3 separate regions of the Mus musculus genome follow, and regions 1 and 2 are each linked to region 3. A link is a contact called in public HiChIP or PLAC-seq data. All regions are on one chromosome and are shown on one strand. The core of a region is the stretch at or near the end of the contact, and the rest is flanking DNA. Distances in the headings are between cores, read along the strand shown. Region 1 overlaps Rapgef6 (Rap guanine nucleotide exchange factor (GEF) 6). Region 2 overlaps Tnip1 (TNFAIP3 interacting protein 1). Region 3 overlaps Cdc42se2 (CDC42 small effector 2).

Region 1 (4,751 bases), core at 2,184-4,683, 160 kb after region 3:
AGGTTCAATGTAACCCCTTTCAAAAAAGGTATTCTTAACAAGACAAGGGGGGGACCCCCCCAAATTCTTATGGAAGCACAAACAACCTAAAACAGACAAAAGGAATATAGAACAAAACTGTAGGCATGACAGTATCAACTTCAAAAACAGCACTAAGCAAGAATAAACAGAAAATGCTGGCACTAGTGTAAGTTCAGAACAGAAGAGATAAAAGACTTCATAAAACAAACACACACACACACACACACACACACACACACACACACACACACACACATGCACACACACACGCACACACACACACACACACCCCTATAGTAGAGAGATTCCCAACAAGGTGCTGAAACTACCAAAGAAATAACAGCCCTTTAATAAACATTGCCAGGAAAATGAATAAGCATATGTATTTCTTACCTTGCATGAAAGAACAAAGATCTACAACTTCCAAAACTACTAAAAACCAATTAAAAAAACACAGAAGATACACTTCAATGCTGAATATAGGTAGTACTTGAATATAAGCCTAAAAACACCAACAATATGAACAGAAATGACAAATACAACTATAAGTTTCTATACAACAACAAAAAACCCCAAAAAGTGTAGAGAATATAAAAAATTCCACCTATTCACCTAACACAAGATTAACATCTATATTAGTCAAGAAACTCAGAAACAATAGGAGAAGCTCCACATAATCCCATAGAGGGAAAAATGATCAAATGATCAGAACACTTCTCAAAAGGCAGCAATATAATGATCAATCAATATAATCTTAAGACATAGAGCATAATTATTCAATAAATCAAAATTATAATATGATATCATCATAGCCACCAATAAGTCAACTGTAAAATACAGACAAACCAAAACCACAAAATGCTGACAAAGATGTACAGGTAAAAGACACTCTCACCCTCTATAGATGAGTTGTAATTAGAAGAACTATTATGGAAGACAGTATAAAAACACCTATAAAAAGCTGAGCATAGTTGGATGTGGTGATACCTCTGCCCTTCTACTCCCTTCCTTCCCCTTGTGTGTGTATCACAAATTCAAAGGCAGCCCTGGCAATAAAGTAACAGCCTATCTAAAAGAAAATGAAACATGCTAAAGAGCAACTCCCATCCTTGGTGTACTCGAGTTGATGCATGAACCCACCAATGAATGGACAAAGACAAAATGTAGTATATGTTCAAAATGCAGTTATTATTCTGACATAAAGACGAATCCTGTCAAATGAAGCATGAAGGAAGGATCTGAATTACATTAACTGTACAATCAGATATAGAAAGACAATGCATTCTCTCAAGGCGAAGCCAAGAAAAAACCAATTTGGGGCAGTGTTGACGGTTCAGCAGGCAAAGAATGCATAGGTTCCGAGTTAGAGTCCCCATCACTATAAAGGTAATAATGGTACAGGTACATACATATATACAGAAACTTGGATCTCAGTGTTTCGTTGGCTAGTCAATCTAACCAAAATGGTGAGTTATAGGTTCACTGAAAGACTTTCTCAAAAGTTAAGGTATAGCTCATCAGAGGGATATACTTAAATTTGGATTCTAGCTTCTATAGGGCACACACACTACAGGTGAATGTACCTTCACATACCCACGCAGAAACATGGACAGACAGTCAATCTAAGCAAAATGTGATTAACAAGAGATTAGGGAGAGTATTGACGGAGATATATAAAAGGTTGGATTGATCAGTGTATACTGTATGCAAGTGATGACAGGACACTGATATAGTCTATAAAAAGTACACATGAACAAATACTGAGTTCCAAATTAGTTAATTGTGGCATATTGTTATAATAGAGCACTATGCACTCATTCAAAATGTAAAAGAAAATCTAGCAGCAAAGATTTTAAACTATATATAAGCTTTTAAAAATCACAACACGTTTAAAAAATTTAAAATAGTCATTGTATATAATAAGGTAAAAGACAGTTTAATTAGTAACAGGAAATTCATATACATATAATGTATATGTATGTACGTGTACACACACACACACACACACACACACACACACACACACACACACACAGAGATGATATACCAGGTAAAGGGCTCTCAAGACAGGGTTTCCTCTGTGTATACCTGGCTGTCCTCAAACTCACAGAGATCCATCTGCCTTTGTCTCCGGAGTGCTGGAATTAAAGGTGTGGGCCACTACTGCCCAGTAATAAACTGTGTATTTAAAAAGAAACTGTTTCTCTGTGTGGCTCCAGTATTAGTTGCAAATTTTGGAACCAGTATGTTTATTTTCAGAAACAGAACACATTCTATTAATGAAATTAGGCAAATGTGACAGACTCTTTAAAGCTGCCTTGAATCCTATTCTTATTTTAGTAAGCCAATTTCCTGACTATCCTCTTCTACCCTGCCATATAATGAGAGCATTTCTTTCCTGAAAACGAAAGCAACAGACTCTTGTCAGTTTCTGCAACCAACTCTCCCATCTCTCTAATACTGTCACTTAAAACTCAGACCAAAGGAGGACAGCTGTAGGGATGCCCATGGGCCTATTCTTCAAATTATTTCATTTCTCAGTCTAAAAAGATGTTATCTGCAACAACAGAGTTAAAAAAAAAAAAAAAAAGACTTCTAAAGCAACAGCTTCCTTTCTCTAGCTTTAACAAAGTTCAATGTTTCATTTGCTTCTTTACTTTAATACACATTTCTACACTAGTGCCTGTTTTTATGAGTGACTAACAGTCCTGCAGGCCAAGGAGAACTGCCATGGTTTTCTTTCTTTTGTTATTTTTTCCATCATATTAAGTTTTCCCATTAGTCGACTGCCTGAGTTCTCAGATTTAATTTACATCCTAATTCAGTCACTACAAAGGCAAGAAAATTCACAAATTTATGTACTAAGCTACCACAAATACTTATTTTGGTTAATTACTCTAAGTAAAACTAAAGCTAAAGCAAAATTCCCACAGATAAGAAAATTTCTAGTTAATCCAACAGTCAAGTAGTAATGTTTTTAAAAACTGTTTATTTTACCATAACTTTTACATGTAGAGACCAAAAACCACTTAAATTAAAGACATTTTATGTGAAAATCAAGGATCCATAAAAAAGTCTGACATATACTCACCGAAAGGTAGTTATTAATATCCACTCCATCTATTATGGTTTGGCGTTCTCCTTTATAGTTAATTTTCCGAAACCTTCGTCGAGACTGTCTGGCAGGAATTTCTCTTTGTAAAATACTGTCTTCATTATCTTTGGAATTCTCTACCTGAAATACATGTTCAGATTCCTGATTAAATATCCAGTTTTTCCATCTTTCAGACAGTCTATGAAGTCTTAAAAGGCTCATAAGGAAGCTTCATTTATTCCTGCCAAGAATGTGCCTGAAGAAACAGTCTGTACAAGGCAATGTTCTGAGTTGAAAGAGATTAAAGACAATGTTTTTATAAAGAACTAGAGACCACAGTTTCCTTCCAGGAAACTGTCTGTCTTGAGCACATAAACATATCCGTCTAAGTAAAGTCTCTTACCAGAAATGAAGGCTGTTAGCTACACCTACACATTCAATAATTATGACTTGGATGTTAGTCTAATTACAAACTGCCTTATTATGCATTTACTTTACTTACCAAACAATCATGGCTATCATTTTAGTGAACTACTGAAAAGCAAAACAAAATTACTCTATTATTTGATAGAAACTTTTTTTGTCCACCTTAATGCATAACAACATCAGTAAGGATGGCAACTTTAAAAACAACAGAGAAGCTGTTATACAGCCCACTTAAAATAGACATATTATATATATGTGTGTGTGTGTGTGTGTGTGTGTGTGTGTGTATGTATATATATATATATTTTTAAAAAATCTACAACATTATCTCTAGGTAAAAAAACAAAATGAAACCCCCAAGGACTAGTATCTTTCCAGGTCACAAGAGTGACCCTTACTAAAGGTGAGCTGGCAGGACTATCTAATTGCAAAACCTGTAATCTTGACGTAAGACTGCTATCCAATTACAGAGTATATATCACTACTATAAAAACTAACAATATCGCCGGGCAGTGGTGGCACGCCTTTAATCCCAGCACTTGGGAGGCAGAAGCAGGCAGATTTCTGAGTTCGAGGCCAGCCTGGTCTACAAAGTGAGTTCCAGGACAGCCAGGGCTATACAGAGAAACCCTGTCTCGAAAAAACAAAACAAAAAAACCAACCCCCACAAACAAATAAAAAAAAGTTATTTTAAAAAACAATATTTTAAAAAAGATTTATTTTTCACTTATATGCCCATATGTGTATATGTCTGAGTGAGTCAATACTACACATGTGCTGGTACCTAGGGAGACCAGAAGAGGACATGGGATTCCCTGGAGCTGTGAGAAGCTCTATGTGGGTGCTGGGAACCAAACCTGAGTCCTCTCTAAGAACATTCTCTTCAGCTCTCTAAACTTAAATCTTTGTTCAAACGTATATTGTTAAGTTCTAAATTATACTTTATAACTAACCTAACATAGAAATTATTTTTTTTCCTCTACAACTACTTTTCCTACTAATATCACATCTCTCTGCTATCACAAAATATGCTTTAGGCAATGAATTAAGCAATTCAGTCAACAATCAATTTCCAGCTCCATGCTCATCTTCCAAAGACCAGATCCATTTCTCAGGAGGTCAATATTGTTTGTACATGTCCCTTTCCTAACACCTTTTCTTTTTTTTTTTCTTCCCTGAGACAGGGTTTCTCTGTGTAGCCTTGGCTGTC
Region 2 (4,526 bases), core at 2,008-4,507, 200 kb before region 3:
GAGTGTGGCCTGCTTTGTTCTTGTTTGTTTTCTTTTTTTTTTAAAGACCCGAGTCTCACTTTGTATCCCCAGCTAGCCTGGAATTTACCATGTAGACTAGACTGGCCTTGAATCAGAGTTCTGCCTGCCTCTGCTACCTGGGCACCCCCTGTGGCTTGCTTTGCTGTCACTGCAGCTCTTTGTATGCTCTGTCCCCAGCAGGAAGTGTTTTGAGATAGTCTCACTCATATCCCAGCCCAACCTCAGACTCACAGCATCTTCCTGCCTCAGCCTCCTAAGTGCAGGGATTCTAGACATGAGCCACTTCACCCAGCTTTAATTTGTCATATTTAAAATCTCAGGGGCTGGCGAGATGGCTCAGTGGTTAAGAGCGCCGACTGCTCTTCCAAAGGTCCTGAGTTCAAATCCCAGCAACCACATGGTGGCTCACAACCATCCTTAACGAAATCTGATGCCCTCTTCTGGAGTGTCTGAAGACAGCTACAGTGTACTTACGTATGATAAATAAATAAATCTTTTTAAAAAAAAAAATCTCAGACCCTTAGCCACGCTCTCTCCCTCCCTGCCTCCTTTTTCAAATCCCTCTTAGAAGGCTCCCTGTGCTGGGAGAATGGTTGATCCTCATTACTGTATGGTCCTGAACAAGTCACCAATCTCCTGTCCTGTAAGGATTGGAACTACCAGTGTCCCCCTCCTGGGACACTGCGTCAAAGGAGGCCTTTGTGTAATCTAGAACCCAGTGCTGGGAGATGGGTGACTGTTAGCTTCGTTTGATGATGCTTATCTACTCAGGGCAGGCCATCTTAACTTCGAGGGCTTTGCAGTTAAGTATGATCCGCTTACATTAATTGGTAACCATTTCAAAGATGATGAACATGAGGCTGCCTGAGGCCCTGCTCAGGATTTGAGTACCCCTTCCTTCTGGGTAGAGCTCTCACATTAAGGCTCCCTGCTTCTGGGTAGGCCCTTCTCCTTCTGTGCCAGTCGGTCTGCGGTCTCAGTTGTGCCAGTAGACCTTGATGAAAGGAGGGAATCCACCCCGTGTAACCTTGAGCGGGTGAGTTCTGCTCTGCCCGTATGACCAGGAGTACACAGAGCATCCTCTCACTGGAGACTGGAGAGGCAGTATGTGGTAGAGAGCCTACAGAGCCAGGTCCAGGGAGGGGACCTCTTTGAGAGGCCACTAAGGCTTTGGAGTTCCCACTCTGAGCCCTGAGAGAGAATACCTGACATGGTACCAGGGCTGGGATCACTCTGAGCACCCACCTTTTGGCACTCACGTGCAGATAGATCTTTGTTCCCTGATGTCCCCAGTCTCTTACATCAGTCTCCTGTTTATTCCTTTCTTGGTTCTTAACAGTTCACGACAATTCTGTTTTATTGGGTAGTGGTAGTTTGTTTGCTTAGTTTGTCTTGCTACTAAGTGCTGTCTTCACAGGGAAACCGTACCCACCATTTTGCTCCAGTGCCTGGCACTTCATACATAGTTGGTGAGAGAATGAGTGAGCATGCCAGGAGTGGAGGCTCTACCCATAATGCCTGCTCTAGGGGATTTCAAGTTCAAGGCCACCTTGGACTGTGTAGCTAGACTCCATCTCAAAGACCAACACGAAGCCAGACAGTGGACTCATGCCTGTGGTCCCAGTATTTAGGAGATAGAGGCTGATAGATCTGGAGGCCAGCCTGGTCTATGAAGTGAGTTCCAGGACAGCCAGAGATGCACAGAGGAGCCCTGTCTTGAAAACAAAGTAAAACAATAACAACAGAAAGACAAAGTTGGAGAGATGACTGGCTGCTTTTGCAGAGGGTGGGGGTTTGGTGCCTAATGCCCACACAGCATCCATCTCACAACCTTCTCTAACTACAGTTCCAGGGGATCTGATGCCCTCTTCTGGCCTCTGTGGACACTGCACGCATGGTGCAGGAAAAACATTATACATAAAATAAAAACAAACCAATGTTTCCAGTGGGCTCACAGGTGTGCTCTTAGACTCTCTGATAGAGTAGGTGGTGATCTTTGGCTGCTGCTGAGCTTGTCCAGCATCTGGTTTGTACCCAGGGCGTTTACCTAGAGGTCCCAAGAATAGTCTTAACAAGTGAACTGTCACTGTGGCCTTCCCTTAGGGCAGGAGCAGGACAGTCTGTTCCCTGGTGTCCCTGCCCAGGGCCACAGCCGCTCTCTGTTTCTCAGCCTCTGGGTAGAGGAAGCTGGATCCCATTCCTCCTCATTGCATCTCTGATATGTTTCTTGATTCACCCAACAAACATTGCAGACTCATACCTGTAGTCCCAGCACTTAGGAGGCCGAGGCAAGAGGGTTGCTGGGCATTCAGTGCCGAGGGATATAGGAAGTTTCAGGCCCAACTGGGGTACAGGGTAAGACCTCACCTAAAAAAGAAAAAAAATTAAATATTTTTTTTGAGATCAAATGTGGCACAGGGCCATCCACTGGGCATTGAAAAACAATAACAATTTTTCGACTTTCTCAGCCTTCAACCCAGAGTTCAACAACTCCAATGCAAGGCTGTCCTTCCATCCACCCAAGCTAGTCAGAAAGGAAGCCAGCAGTTTTGGAATCTCCCTGTGTGACATGACACAATTCTCCTCATACTCTATGTAGCAGTGAATGTAGGACATCTACCTTGGTTAGGGAAAGAGATGAGATGTGAGCCTCGGAGGGCTGCCAAGGAGGAAGAGTCTAGGCAGGGATGACTGTTAAGGGAAGAGGAGGGGATTGTCATTGAGAGGACCAGGACCCAGCTCTGAGTCTCCATCAGGCATCCTTACCACTGGTTCCCATGGAAGAAAAGCCTGGGGGATGGACCTAGTGGCTGTAGCTCGAGCCCCCTTGTCAGCATGCCTTGGGATGTACCCCTTCTAATCCTTACCACTGTCTGCTCATCTACCCCACAGACCTTATGTGAGCAGCTGCGCCAGGAGAATGAAGCCCTGAAGGCCAAGCTGGACAAGGGCCTGGAACAGCGGGATCTGGCTGCTGAGAGGCTGCGGTAAGTCCAGGCCACTGGAGACTGGCAGAGGGATAGGGCAGGAGAATAATGTAACACACTGGTTCCTGGGATGAAGCCACATCTGAGAGCTCTGTTCTGACAGCAGATCTCATGGCTCTTCTCCTTGGCTTCTGGTATTTTCTCCCTTGCACCGTGTTTATCTTGAGGGTGGGGGTGTAGACAGCATTGAAAGCTGCCTTCCCCTGGAGACAACTGCTGACATTTGTGTAGGAGCTGGCTCAGGATTCTCCTGCCCCCTGGTGGTCACCATCATTCCCTGCTCGCTCTTCCTGGGATCTTTGGAAGTCCCTCTCTGGACTGAGACCTGTGGGAAGACATTACAGGTTTACCCCAGCCTCTCTGTCCTTGGCAAGACTGAGTTTGGGTGTCTTAGGTGAGCCGTAGGGTCTACTTGTCACCAAGGATCAATGCCTCTTGTCTCTAGGGAAACAGGAGTGTGTGAGTGCTGGATCTCAAAGGGCCTTTGCCATCAGATCATGCAGACTAACTCAAATTACGTGAAGGGAGATGGTCCCTGAGAGAGGCAGGGACTTCCTAAGAGTCTCACTACACTGGCGTGGTGGCGCACGCCTTTAATCCCAGCACTTGGGAGGCGGGGGTAGGCGGATTTCTGAGTTTGAGGCCAGCCTGGTCTACAGAGTGAGTTCCAGGACAGCCAGGGCTACACAGAGAAACTCTGTGGGGCGGGGGGGTGGATACCCAGGCCGAAGGAAAGGAATCTGAGTCCTTGCTGAGTGGCCTGAGAAAAGCCATTTGACTCTGTAATTAAATGGAAGCTGAAGGGCTGTGTCCACACTGCAAACATCCTGAGTACCCAGCACTGCCTACCTCATGAACTTAGGGTTTCACTTTCACTTATTATTTCTGCTTGTTTCGTTTGGAATGGTCTCATTCCATAGCCCAGGGAACTCACTGCGTAGCTCAGGCCGCCTCAGACTCCATAGTCCAGCTTCTGCCTCCCAAATGAACGTTGGAGTCATAGGTGTGCGTGCCCACACTCAACTTTGCTGGTAGCCTTTCCTGCTGTAAACTGTAAAGAAGGTCTCACCCAGAGCAGGGCCTGTACTCAACACTAGAGAACCATGAGAGCAGATCCAGTGGGATTGAGTCCCTGGTGGGTGTGAAGATGGCTCTATCAACCCTAGCTCTGAGCCAGAAGCTTGCTCTTTCCATGTTAAAGAGGGGGGGTGCCAGGTGCCGGTGAGTGAGCATGACCTACTGCACCGCCCAGGCTCTGCCTGCGTCAGCTGAACCAGGACACTTGACTATAACTGGAGGGAGGGGCGGAGCTTTCTTAGAGAACAAGATCATAGAACTGGAAGGTGCCAGGTGTGGAGACAACCTACAGATGGGGGAAATTCTGCTGTTAAGGATTCTCATGCAGCCTGCACACCTTCTGGGTGGCTTACAGATGCCCTTTTGGTCTGGTCGCACCGCAGCAGTGCCTTTGACAGCAGATCCTTGGCTTTGCAAGTGTCTTAACCCAGGGCTGACATT
Region 3 (4,396 bases), core at 891-3,390:
ATGGCAGGGAGCATGACAGTGGAGCAGTAGCTGAGGGTCACATCCTGATCTGTAGGCAAAGGAAAAATCAGAGAGAGATGAGGGGTGAGGGGACAGGAGAACTGGGTTTAGCATGGGCTTTCGAAATCTCAGAATCTCAGTGGCTCCCCCATGGCACACTTCCTCCAACAAGACCTAACAAGATCACACTTCCTAATCCTTCTCAAGTACTGCCACACCCTGATGACGAAGTGTTCACACGTGAGTCTCTTGGTGCCATTCTTATCCAAACCACCACACTTAGGCATTCTGGCATTTTGAAAGGCACATGTCTGCAGGAGGAATGCATCCTAGGAAGCTCTGCTATGCATCTTTCATTGGTAGATTTAGGTTAAGTACTAATATAACTCAATATTTTCTGTTTATTGTTTTTAATAACTTTTGTAGAAACAACACACCTTATAGCCTCATAGCACCCTGTATATCAAGTATTTGAAGGACTAAAATCTTTAAGAATAATGAAAAATAAAAGTAGTATTTATTGTGTTTTCCTCCCATGTCTCAGAGACTTTTTAGTCCCAGATAGATGTGTTTCATGCTGTAGACTCGAGTGCCCAGCTCAGAAACAGGGTTACCTTTGAGGAAGGGTGGAGCTTAGACTGTCCTGGAACCTTCCTGCTTCAGCTCCCAGGCAAACAGTGCTATTACAGCTGTGCGCTCCTTCACCGTACTGTCCATTGCCACAAACAAAACCCTGGGAAGAAAGTCAGAAACGCCTTTTGATGAATTAAGAAGAAAAACAACTGCTGTTTCAAATAACTTAAAAAGCTCTAGCTTTATTTTCCTGTACCTACCCAGTGCCTCACACTGGATTACCCAGTCCTGTCTGCAGGCCGTATGAAAAGTTCCCATTAACTGGCAGCTTTTATGAGTTCTAAAACATTGCCTAAAAGACCCTATTGTTGTAAGTCATCTGACCTCATCTGGGAGATTGTTGTTTATTTAGAAAATACAGTGTGCAGTTTCAGGTCCTGTTGTGTGGTAGCCTGAAAGTCAATGCCTTTCTTGGTCATGAATTCTTAAAGGGCCAAAGTGAAGTTGCTTCTCTGACACCAATAGCATGGGCTTATTTTTTTCCCCCTTGGGTTTTATGAACCTGCAAGAATGGAGGCTCAGGCCTTTGCTTGAGGTTATTGTGGTCGGGTTCTGTCTCTCACATGACTGATATACAAGTACCTCAGAAACTTGCATTTCGCTCCTTTTAAACCAGTAACAGTCTGATGTAAAAGTTTAGAATGAAATGCACATTTTCTGTAACTAAGGACACTTTAGAGATTAATTACCCAGAATTAACAACACATTGATTTGGCTAAGAGTACTTACTGGCCATTCTTCCACAGGACTTGATTTCAGTTCTACCCAAGCTAGGTGGTTCACAATGACCTGAGACCTCAGTTGCAAGGGCTCTCATCCTCTGTCCTCTGCGTACCGTGTGCACACATTTGTGCATACATGCATTCACAGCGTGTAATGCTAACACAAAGTAAGAACATTCTCCTGCTTCTAGTAGGTAAGATAGGAGTTGGAAGGGGCCCAGGGTCAAAGCCAGCCTGGTTTGTATAGTTACTAACTGGTTTGCATAGTTAACTAAATAAAATATTTATGACAAGACTCCATAGCTCTCTTCTTCACAGGAGAAAGGACAGATTGGATGTTTTCAGTATTTAGGAGAGGAGAGTCCGTCATGTTCACTGTTAGTCAGAAAGCATCCAATTAAAGTGATCAGGGACATCCTGACAGCTGGGAAGATTTTCTCTGCTCTACAGCTCTTGAGATGTGAGGGAGGGTGGAGCCCACGGCACCCAGGACTAAGTATAAATGTCTAACTACAAAGGCAGGTGTACTGAGGAGGCTGAGGCAGGAGGATTGCAAATTCCATGCCAGCCATGGGTACTTGGCATGATTCCACTACCCCCAGTCAGCCACCAACCACTAAGCACACCATATTTTTCAAGCATAAGGTGGATTTTTTGTTTTGAACAGCACACTTTTTCAAGTACATGGTATTAAAATTTCAAGACAAACACAGATGCAGTTGTCAGCAGCCAGGGGAATTCCACAGTTGGGCCTCGGCAAAGCAAAACAGGAAGCTTGAGAGGGCGCTCACAGCCCTGCTGTGTGGACTTGGGTAGAGTCACTGTGTTTCCTGGAACACTTCACTCTTACAGGACTCTTCATTAGCTGCCGGCCATGCAAATACTCCTAGTCATGCTTCAGATGCTTTTCATTCTGTATAAGGTCAGGGATTAGAGGCACAAATGTGAACAGTTGTGCTAGAGGAGAGGTGGTTTGGCAAACGTTTCTTTCTATGGAATTTCTGCATCACTACATCATAGTTGGAGTGTCAGTATCTAGTGATTGGGAGTTGACACAGAAGGTCTTGCCACCTTGTGAGCCTTGCCCACATGTGCTCTGCATGCTATCAAAGTGTGTTTATGTCCCTTAGGGAAACTCAGCTGACTGAGAAGAGATGATAGCAAGGAATTCAGATTGATTTTGGTTCGCTATAGTTTAACCTGTCTCAGAGTTCTGTGATTAACAAGGAGTGACTCCTGGTATAGGTAGCAACAGTTACCACCCTCAGAATAACTGCACAAGTGAAGGAAAGCACATGCTGGAGGATCCATTTAAATGAGCTTCAGGAAAATGCTGACAGACATGTGGGCAGTAGATCAGTGCCTACGTGGAGAAGGGATGGGGAAGGGACTTTTAGGAGGATGGGTGTGCTCACTGTGTTGACTGGTGTGGGCTCAAGTGCTTGATCCCCACCCCCTTCCTTTCTGTTTTCATCTCTTCCTTCCTCCACCATCTCATCTTAAGACCTTATCTTAACAAGGACATGTGTCTTTGTGAAAACAGTGAGCTGGAGGCTTCCCACCTTTGCCTTTATGTGTGAGCGTGTCCCTGGGAATGTGTTTGCACACTCTCCCTCAGTAGCTTACTGTGGCAGCTGTTCTCCGAGCCTCACCCAGAAATTCAAGTAAGTCACTTAGTGTAGGGGTGTGGGCCATGTGTGATTTCTTCCTAGCACCACAGGGGGCATGGTGGCTCTTCAGTCTTCAGGGCCAGGATTATAGAAACCAGGATGCCTGGAAGGTGTGACTCCAGTATGCCAGGTCTGCCTAGAGAGGCCCTCCAGCAGGCTGAGTGTACAGCAGAGGCAGTTGCTCTTGCAAGTCAGGTTCCTGTGAGACGTTGGGAGATGGCCCCTGTCCTGCAGATCCTTTGCCCCAGGTGTACAGCTGCTGTCCTTTTCTCCTTGTGATGAAGTCTCTGTCTCTACCCTCCAGAAGGTCTACTAAGCTGTCTCACTTGGGATACTGGAAATTGATCATGCTTTGGAGTACATACGGGTGGGTGAACTAGGATGACTGGCTTCCGAGGGTCACTCTAATGGTTTTTAGCAAAAAGAAGAGGAGACTACTGCCACATCCGTTTTGGCTTTGCTTCTTAAGGCTCTTCTGCAGAATTATGACTTACTGCTCCACACAGGAACAGTGGGGGGGGGGGGGGGGAAGTAAGAGGAGTGTAGTGGGGGCAACATACCCTGAATCTGGGTGAGCAAAGCTAGAAGGGTCTGAACCTTCTCTTGGCTTTCTGAGACCTTCTTGATTAAAAATGAGTGGGGCTCTAGGACACCCTTACTAAAGGCCTGGAGATTAACTTTAGAGAAATAAAGCACAAATGACCTGGGTAAGATAGCTCATACGTTTATTCCCAGCATTTGGAAGGCTGAGGCAGGAGGATCTCTTGAGTTTGAGGCTAATACATACATACATACATACATACATACATACATACATACATACATAGGGAGTTTCAGTACAGCCAGCCCTATAGAATGAGACCTGTCTCCACAGGTGAAAGTGTTGACTCAACCGTGTTAGAGGCTAGCATTGCAAGTGCTCACAGAGGCTTAGCAGGTCAGTAACATCTAAGAGTGAGTTCTTGTAAAACCATCATAAGGGCCAGGGAGATAGATGGTGTGGTGTGTAAAGGTATGTGCCACGCTGGCCCAGTGACCTGGTATCAGTCCTCAGAACCCATAGACAGGTGGAAGGAGAGAATAGATTCCACGAATCATCCTCTGACCTCCACATGTGTGCTCAGGCGCAGGCCTCCTAATAATAGTGATAATTATTATTACTCTTGTTGCTGCTGCTACTAAAGAAACTCTGATCTAGAATTGCAGCTTGTAGGTCAGGTGGCCTTGAGCACTTGCTGTGCAGAGGTGCACTTTAAGTTTGAAGGTTTGTTTTATGTGGGGATATATTCTCTCTCTCTCTCTCTCTCTCTCTCTCTCTCTCTCTCTCTCTCTCTCTCTCTCTTCCTCTCTCTCTCTCACACACACACACAT

What was found. HiChIP or PLAC-seq counts read pairs in DNA pulled down with a chosen protein or histone mark.
Region 1: a contact with region 3 is called in an H3K27ac HiChIP or PLAC-seq map of regulatory T cells, with 3 times the contacts expected there. The contact joins two enhancer-like sites. A contact is called at or near these places in 3 of 39 promoter capture datasets (the C10 cell line, hippocampal neurons and liver) and 2 of 115 datasets of contacts at active chromatin or transcription factors (memory CD8 T cells and regulatory T cells).
Region 2: a contact with region 3 is called in an H3K27ac HiChIP or PLAC-seq map of regulatory T cells, with 4 times the contacts expected there. The contact joins two enhancer-like sites. A contact is called at or near these places in 7 of 39 promoter capture datasets (the C10 cell line, cranial neural crest, embryonic stem cells and 3 more), 1 of 15 datasets of contacts at CTCF or cohesin (large pre-B cells), 9 of 484 Hi-C or Micro-C datasets (3T3-L1-derived adipocytes, B cells, the C10 cell line and 5 more), 3 of 115 datasets of contacts at active chromatin or transcription factors (bone marrow-derived dendritic cells, embryonic stem cells and regulatory T cells) and 3 of 9 other capture datasets (adipose tissue, embryonic stem cells and liver).

What each region holds. Positions count from the first base shown.
Region 1 is chr11:54,566,858-54,571,608 of GRCm38.p6, reverse strand. It overlaps Rapgef6 (Rap guanine nucleotide exchange factor (GEF) 6), which reads right to left. Exons shown (of 29, transcript NM_001252494.1): 6 at 3,113-3,256. Among named protein-coding and RNA genes, the nearest start is that of Rapgef6, 46 kb to the right of the region's middle. Within about 2 kb of position 3,433, at least 26 of the 459 cell types and tissues checked have an H3K27ac peak or open chromatin away from gene starts, as enhancers often do. A contact at or near this core is called in memory CD8 T cells and regulatory T cells, where this site is marked.
Region 2 is chr11:54,929,247-54,933,772 of GRCm38.p6, reverse strand. Tnip1 (TNFAIP3 interacting protein 1) reads left to right here. Exons shown (of 19, transcript NM_001199275.2): 8 at 2,914-3,008. Among named protein-coding and RNA genes, the nearest start is that of Gpx3, 29 kb to the right of the region's middle. Within about 2 kb of position 3,257, at least 24 of the 459 cell types and tissues checked have an H3K27ac peak or open chromatin away from gene starts, as enhancers often do. A contact at or near this core is called in regulatory T cells, where this site is marked.
Region 3 is chr11:54,725,300-54,729,695 of GRCm38.p6, reverse strand. All of the region lies in intron 3 of Cdc42se2 (CDC42 small effector 2), which reads left to right. Among named protein-coding and RNA genes, the nearest start is that of Cdc42se2, 60 kb to the left of the region's middle. Within about 2 kb of position 2,140, at least 168 of the 459 cell types and tissues checked have an H3K27ac peak or open chromatin away from gene starts, as enhancers often do. A contact at or near this core is called in memory CD8 T cells and regulatory T cells, where this site is marked.